2 separate regions of the Macaca mulatta genome follow, and region 2 is linked to region 1. The links are chromatin contacts, called in public Hi-C maps. All regions are on one chromosome and are shown on one strand. Each heading gives the region's core, a stretch centred on a gene start, on an enhancer-like site or on the middle of the called end of the contact. The rest is flanking DNA. Distances are from core to core; before and after follow the strand shown. Region 1 overlaps DOCK4 (dedicator of cytokinesis 4). Region 2 has its middle 40 kb from the start of IFRD1.

Region 1 (3,794 bases), core at 515-3,014:
GGATTACAGGCGTGTGCCACCATGCCCGGCTAATTTTGTATTTTTAGTAGAGATGGGATTTCACCATGTTGGCCAGGATGGTCTCAAAATCCGGATCTTAAGTGATCTCAAGTTCGCCCACCTCGGCCTCCCAAAGTGTTGGGATTATAGGCATGAGTCACTGCACCTAGACAAATCATGTCGTCTTAAAGAACAAAAAGCCATTTTGGAATGCTAAGAGGGGCTGGGTGCAGTAGCTCACGCCTGTAATCCCAGCACTTTGGGAAGCCAAGGTGGGTGGATCACTCAAGGTCAGGAGTTTGAGACCATCCTGGCCAACATGGTGAAATCCCGTCTCTACTAAAAATACAAAAATTAGCCGGGCGTGGTGGTGCACACCTGTAATCCCAGCTACTCATGAGGCTGAGGCAGGAGAACTGCCTGAGCCCAGGAGGCAGAGGTTGCAGCGAGCCAAGATCGCACCACTGCACTCCAGCCTGGGCGACAGAGTCAGACCCGTAAAAAAAATAAATAAATAAATAAAAAGGCAAGCTAAGAGGCAGCTAGTGAGTGGCGACACACTCTGAGAGTCCCGGACTGCAGAAGGAACTTGGGGCAGGTCTCAGAGCTGAACCCTGTGCAGCGTGCCTGGGCTTTTCCATCGCTTGCTGATGTCGTCTTAGAGCGATGGGGCAGTTTTAAGAGAAACGTCTTTGTAGACTCTAGAGACCCATAAAGCAAGAAGAGTGTTTAAAGGTTTGTCCTTAAGCCAAGTTCTTGCTTGTTGGCCTGTTCATCAGCGCAGCAGAATGAACAGAAACACTCATGACTGAGACAGAAAAGGAATAAACACAACCAGACAAAAAGCTAATTAAGTACCTGCATGTTAAAGACTTCATCAGAGCTTTCTGATTGCCCTGTAATATTGCTTACTTCAGCAGAAGCTTGTGAGGACAGTGAGGAGGAAGAATATCGGTTGACAGCTGGGTAACTTAATGGGCTGTTTCGGGGGAAAAAAAAGGACATTAACTCAGTCTCCAAATTGTACTTTACCATGTGCTAGAATGCTATGAAACCAAAGGGGGGGGGGAATATATCCCATTTTGTTTTCTCCTGTTTGCCTCAATATAATCAAATGTTTGAGTTTATTTATTTCTCACGCTGTTGCTGTTTCACCAGTGGCAGATGTCTGCAGCTGCCTCGTGGGTTAGTTATTTCATTAAGAAATAGCATATTTGACAAATTGTGCCATAAAGAATGAGAGAACCACTCCAGATCATCTTGTGGGTGAGGCCAAATTGTAAGATAATTTGGAATATGACTTACCTGCGTCTAGGAATTACCCTGGTACCATCTGGGCTCACAGAGGCAGGTGCTGAGTTTCTACACACACGAGGGCTTCCATTAGGAAAATGGACAGGACTGGCTTGCATACAAGCAGAGAACTCCTAAAGATGTAGTGAAGGAAATATCTCATTACAGTAATGATATGGGCAAAATTACTGATGAGATAGGTTAGCATACTAGACACACATCCTAATTGTCATCAAATCTTTACATAGGGAGCTATTAAAGCAAGTTCCAGAATTATTTGGCTTTTCCTCGCTTATATTTGTGTTTTCCCAAAAGGAAAGCCTCGCAAATAGCAGACAAGGCAATTGTATTTGAGGGCTCCCTGGTAAAACAGTGCAGTTTGGTAGAAAAACCAAAAGATGTCACTATTGGATATGTCATCATCCCTTTAACAAGCAAACGGCAGTGGTCAGGCTGCCCCGCCATGGACACCTAAGTGTACATACCTGTATCCCTAAGCTCGACTTCATCACGAAGAATTGGTCGACCAGCTTTTTGTGAAGGGGTCTCATATCTTGAGGTACAAACTTCTCATGCACGGCCAAACCAAATTCCAGAATCTGTGCCTTAATTAACAATATAAGGAAAAAACCTCACATCAATGACTACCTCTCACTAAGTGCCTGCTATGGGCCAAACACTTTACTATGCATTTGGCTTACATTACTGCTAATCCTCTGCCTCTGACAAGGTAGGAACAGTTGTCACTTTACAGGTGAAGAAAAACTGAGGATCTGAAAAATCCTTCATGGATAAAAGACAAATGGGGATTAGAACTTGGTTCTGATTTCAGATTAATTTTCCTACTCCCCCAGGCTTCTTTCCCACGTATTTTAGATCTATAATTACAATGCTTCGTAACAGTTACGTGTCTTTTGGACACTTCCTTCTCTTCCCAGGGTGGAGAAGGAATAGGGGTGGGCACTGCTCCCTGTTAAGAGGGCCGGCAATTCTCCCCTAAGGATCTCTTCTTTGCATGGCATCCTCTCCCCCACATTTTCCTTCTCTCTCCCATTGGGTTCCTCTGTGCTCATCCATCCCTCCCACAGACTTTCAGAATCTGCCAGGGAGGATGGGAAAAATGAAAAGGAATTCTATGACAGTTTCTATGCTTCTTGTTTTTGTTTAAAAAGATTATTCCTGGCCAGGCGCGTGGCTCACCCCTGTAATCCCAGCACTTTGGGAGGCCAAGACGGGCTGATCACAAGGTCAGGAGTTCAAGACCAGCCTGGCTGACACAGTGAAACCCTGTCTCTACTAAAAATACAAAAATTAGCCAGGTGTGGTGGCACGTGCCTGTAGTCCCAACTACTCGGTTGGTTGAGGTAGGAGAATTGCTTGAATCCGGGAGGTGGAGGTTGTAGTGAGCCAAGATCACGCCACTGCACTCCAGCCTAGGTGACAGAGCTAGACTCTGTCTCAAAAACAAAAAACAAAACAAAAAACCAAAAAAAAATTATTCATTTTCACTTATAATTCAACAAGACAGCAGGTCCTACTTAAAAAACTTTCCTGCTGTGAGGATCCGAAGAGATGAAGGTAAACATTCAACCTTTCTTTGTTCAACCATCAATAGCGTGTGATTCCTTTGATTTGAGCAGCAGCTGTCTTTTGTATTTAAAAAATGACCCCCATGCTAACATGGTCAAAAGGACAAATTTCACAGACTGGGAGGAAAATGAATCCTACATCACTACAAGGTTTTGTTGTTATTGTTGCTGTTTTTAATCTTTGCAGCTTGTGAAGATTTTAGGTTGAAAGCTCAGGTCAAACAGGACTGACCCTGGCGGGCTGGGGCATCCAGCACCTTCCCTAAGGGACAGGGCTCTGGATGCTGCCCACTGCCTGCACATTTGCATAACAAATATCAAGGATGCCTTTGAAAGGCACAGTTGGAGTGAAGTGTGTCTGAGGCATAAAGGGAGAGGCCACATCTGTGATGAGGACATGGAAGGAACGTAGGAGGTGAATCTAAACATAGGGGCCCCCGTCTTCTCCATTTTAAACACTAGCGTTAGGTGACTTCCCTTTTGTTCACAGATTGTTGCAAGTTGCAAGTGTGCTGGGAAGCAGACTCCAGCATGGAGATCATAATGTTTATAAGGGTGTACCTTGGGATTGACTGATGCCTGTCAGGGGGAGGGACAGAAGCCGGACTTGACAAGAAAAGAAGCTGGGCTGCACAGCAGTCCTGTCAGCTGCTGCCAAACCCAAGGGACCTCTGGAACGTTTTTAAACATTTATTTGTATTTTAATCTTTTTAGAGACAGAGTCTCTCTCTGCTTCCCAGGAAGGAATGCAGTGGTGTGATCATAGCTCGCTGCAACCTCGAACTCCTAGGCTAAGATGATCCTCCCACCTCAGCCTCCCAAGTAGCTGGGCCTACAGACATGCACCACCACACCCAGCTAGTTTTTAGGTTTTTGTAGAGATGGGGTCTTGCTATGTTGCCCAGGCTAGTC
Region 2 (3,754 bases), core at 83-2,582, 660 kb after region 1:
ACACGTATGTGAAGGGAGCTCCTTTACCTACATGAGGACCTAACTTGGAGTTCTTTCAACGCAGTAATAAGCACATAGTTAAATGACTTGGGGGGCTTATTTGCAATCACTATTAACTAAAATAATGAGGCAACTTCTGTGTATCCTGGAGAACCTAACAGGGCAGTTAGAGGTTTTCAAGGGCTCCAGGCTACATGTGAAAAAAAAGCCAGTCACCAAGAGTCCTGTAATTTGACATGAGAATAATGAGTATTTGGTTTAGTTTTTTAACTTTAGACTTTTTGAACTAGTTTTTAAAAACAGACATATATGAACTCTGTTTGAAATCAAAATGATGAGTCATCTGAACTGAAGAGTAAGCTAAGTGACTGAAGAGCACTTTATCATCTCAAATGGAAATATTTGGGGACCCTTTTTCTTAAATACTAAAGATAGTGAAAAATGCCTTAGTGTTTTTGTATTTTACTTCTCAGTAATCGCTGCCTCAGAGATTGTGTCTGTGATAGAAGTAAAAACTTGTCTTTGGGAAGATGATTGTGTATTTCTTGGTATCCTGCTGGTGCCTTAGCAATTGTTCTGTAAACCCAGCAGCGTTGTCCCCCCACCCCCCAACTATTCTGGGTACCAATGGTAATACGTATGCATTGATTGAAAACTCCTACCATCACCTGGAGAAGCTCTTTTATCTCACTGGATGGCCTTGAAAGTCAAGCCACATCCTTGTTGTCTTCTCTGGGTATTTTCTTTTTAAAGTGGGAAGGATGGATCTGGAAGGTGACCTTCTGATGCAGCTCTTCACAGTTTAACATGAGGCATAACAGCTGTGTCCTGTGAAATAAGCAACTTCTCCAAACAAGCAACAGTTCTTATTCATCATTCAGATTTTCACAGGGAGGTAAAAATCACCACTTAAAGTTAGCAATGGGTTAACCAAATTTGCAGACCACTCATTTTAGCTTATTGTATAACTGTGCGATCCAGAAGGTGGAAAGACACAGTCTAATGGCTTGTAGAGGAGATTATAAGAATTAGCTCATAGGTTAAAGATTTTCTGATGAGTTACAAAATGGATTTCACTCACAGGGGCAAATCTCTCTCATAATCCTTGAGGCATTGTACAAAAAAAAAAAAAAAAGCACAGTTACTTTATGCAATAGTTTTGACATTTTATCAGCATGCAATTAAAATTCCTTTGTCTAAAGTTCTGGTTCTAAATTCTTGAACAGATAGAAGCCCAGAATGAACTGTGTTATGCACTTTAGAAAGAAGAAATTAATTTGACAACTCATAGAGTTTCGTCCTGGGAGGGACCGAGTAGTGCGGTGCTGCACTCTATGGGCTGCTGCAGAAACATACAGGATGCATTTTGTCTGTCTGCCAAGAAAATCTTCCCGAGGAAATATCTTCAATCAATTCTCCGGAATAATCTGGCAGCCTACTCAACATAGATTCTTCTTTCAACAGAAGGAAAATACATATACAATAAATGAAGCAATAGAGGGGAAAAGTAGAAATTAAATTATGTTAAAACTCCTCTGGTGGGTGCTGTAGACTGAAAGTTTATGTCTCCTGCAAAATTCATATCTTGAAGCCCTAACCCCCAATGTGATGGTATTAGTGGGTGGGGCCCTTGGGAAGTAATGAGGGTGAAGCCTCATGAATGGGATTAGTGCCTTTATAAGAGGAAGAAGAGACCAGGGCCTTCTTTCTCTCTTCACTATGAGGATGCCGCAAGAAGGCGGCCATCTGTAAGGCCAAAAGAGGGCCCTCACCAGAACCCAAGCAGCTGGCACCTTGATCTTGGACTTCTCAGCTTCCAGAACTGTGAGAAATAAATGTTTGTTGTTTAAGTCACCCAGTCTATGGCATATTGTTATAGTAGCCCCAATTGACTAAGACAAAGGTGTTTAAGTGAAGTGAAGAAGAAGTGAAGCGAGAAAAAGGAAAACAACAGGAAAAGCAAGTTGGTGTTGCTCACACATTCAAAAACCAACTTGGATTTGTTCAAGTAGAAAAATCCAGGCAATCATAGACAAATGCCCTAACTTGGAGTTTGGGTGTGTATTGCAATGGCATGGATATAAAAAGGAAAGCACAATGGTGTGTTTCCCCCATTGACTTCTCTGGTTTCCCATAAGGAAAAAGAGCTTTACAAGCCAGTGTTTGCTCTTCATTAGAACACAAAATGACACAAACAATGGTTCTGTGTGACTAGACTGGTAGACTGGCAGCACTTGAAAGCCTGAATGCCAGAGGTTCTTTTGGGATGTGGCATTAATGTGCACTTTAATCTTCTAGGACTTCATCAAAGCAGGGAAATGTGCAAAATAGGAGAGAAAACATTTAAATGTTAAAAAGACATCAATTTATTCAATTTATTTAGATATATACTGACAGTATGGTTTTTAGATATTATCATTGGTACATACATTAGAATTGGCTTTTTCCCCTCCATTTGGGAGTTTTGCTGATATGGTCTTACTTTTTTTCTCAGATTTCATGTGATCAAGAGTATGCCATGGCTGGTTAGATGGGACTGTGATGGATGTCTGATTTTAACAAAATTTGGTCTAAACGAGACTCATGTCCTTGACCTTGGCCTTATTACCTCCATTCTCTACTAAAGTCATTATAAATTACTCTTAAATGCTAATTTTCTCTCAGTTCCAAAGATTCCTAGACTATAGAAAAGTACTGAAGAAAGGGTCTTAGCAATGTGCTTGCTTGATTCCCTAATTTTAGTGTTGAAAATCATGTGTCCTGGATTATAATTTATGGCTTCCCCCAACTCAACTATTTCACATTGAGTCTTATTCTCTGGATCTTGTTCACTGAAAATCATTAGGCTCTTCCCTCCTGTAATCACAGCAGTGAGTTGGTAATGAATCAATTACCAGCCCATGAATTCCTATCTCATAAAAGATCAGAAAAAGCACTGGAGAAATCTATGAAACCTGGTGTGCAAAGAATGCCAGCTATCTCAGGTTAGTTGACTTCAATTCAATGAGACAAAAATAGCATTGATGATCTACTTCACCAACAGCTGTTTCTTTTTTTTTTTTTTTTTTTTTTTTGAGACGGAGTCTCGCTCTGTCGCCCAGGTTGGAGTGCAGTGGCCGGATCTCAGCTCACTGCAAGCTCCGCCTCCCAGGTTTACGCCATTCTCCTGCCTCAGCCTCCTGAGTAGCTGGGACTACAGGCGCCCGCCACCTCGCCCGGCTAGTTTTTTGTATTTTTAGTAGAGACGGGGTTTCACCGTGTTAGCCAGGATGGTCTCGATCTCCTGACCTCGTGATCCGCCCGTCTCGGCCTCCCAAAGTGCTGGGATTACAGGCTTGAGCCACCGCGCCCGGCAACAGCTGTTTCTTATTTCCAATCTCTTAGTGCCACAGTTGGGCTTAAATCTGGCCATTATTGTAATCTAGCAGAGAAACACTGTCCTTAGGCTTTTTGTGAAATCATTTGGAAGAAAAGATTAATTGGCCACTGAATAAGCATCCTTCCTCCATTTCACTTTTAGAAGCAGGATTCTTTCTTCTTGGGCCCAATAGTAGCAATAATAAATACACTTTTGCAGCCGTAGGGTATGAACCCAGGACTGATTTAAGCCAGGAAAAGGAGTCTTGTGCCCTTGCTGTGGAGAAGGCCTGTGACCTAGTTCTGGCTCATCAAATATAAGAGCAAGTGTGCTGGGGGAAAGAATTTCCTCCTGATAAAGCAAGAGTTGCATGAGAAGGAAGTTACATTTGCCCAC

Evidence for each region. A called contact is a pair of places that touch in the nucleus more often than the background predicts.
Region 2: a contact with region 1 is called in a Hi-C map of fetal cortical plate, with 2.0 times the contacts expected there. The contact joins two enhancer-like sites. A contact is called at or near these places in 2 of 14 Hi-C or Micro-C datasets (blood and fetal cortical plate).

Annotation. Positions count from the first base shown.
Region 1 is chr3:151,355,022-151,358,815 of T2T-MMU8v2.0, forward strand. DOCK4 (dedicator of cytokinesis 4) reads right to left here. Exons shown (of 51, transcript XM_077997203.1): 44 at 1,779-1,898; 45 at 1,306-1,427; 46 at 913-979. Among named protein-coding and RNA genes, the nearest start is that of IMMP2L, 180 kb to the left of the region's middle. Within about 2 kb of position 1,765, at least 4 of the 40 cell types and tissues checked have an H3K27ac peak or open chromatin away from gene starts, as enhancers often do. A contact at or near this core is called in fetal cortical plate, where this site is marked.
Region 2 is chr3:152,019,444-152,023,197 of T2T-MMU8v2.0, forward strand. No RefSeq gene overlaps it. Among named protein-coding and RNA genes, the nearest start is that of IFRD1, 40 kb to the right of the region's middle. Within about 2 kb of position 1,333, at least 1 of the 40 cell types and tissues checked has an H3K27ac peak or open chromatin away from gene starts, as enhancers often do. A contact at or near this core is called in fetal cortical plate, where this site is marked.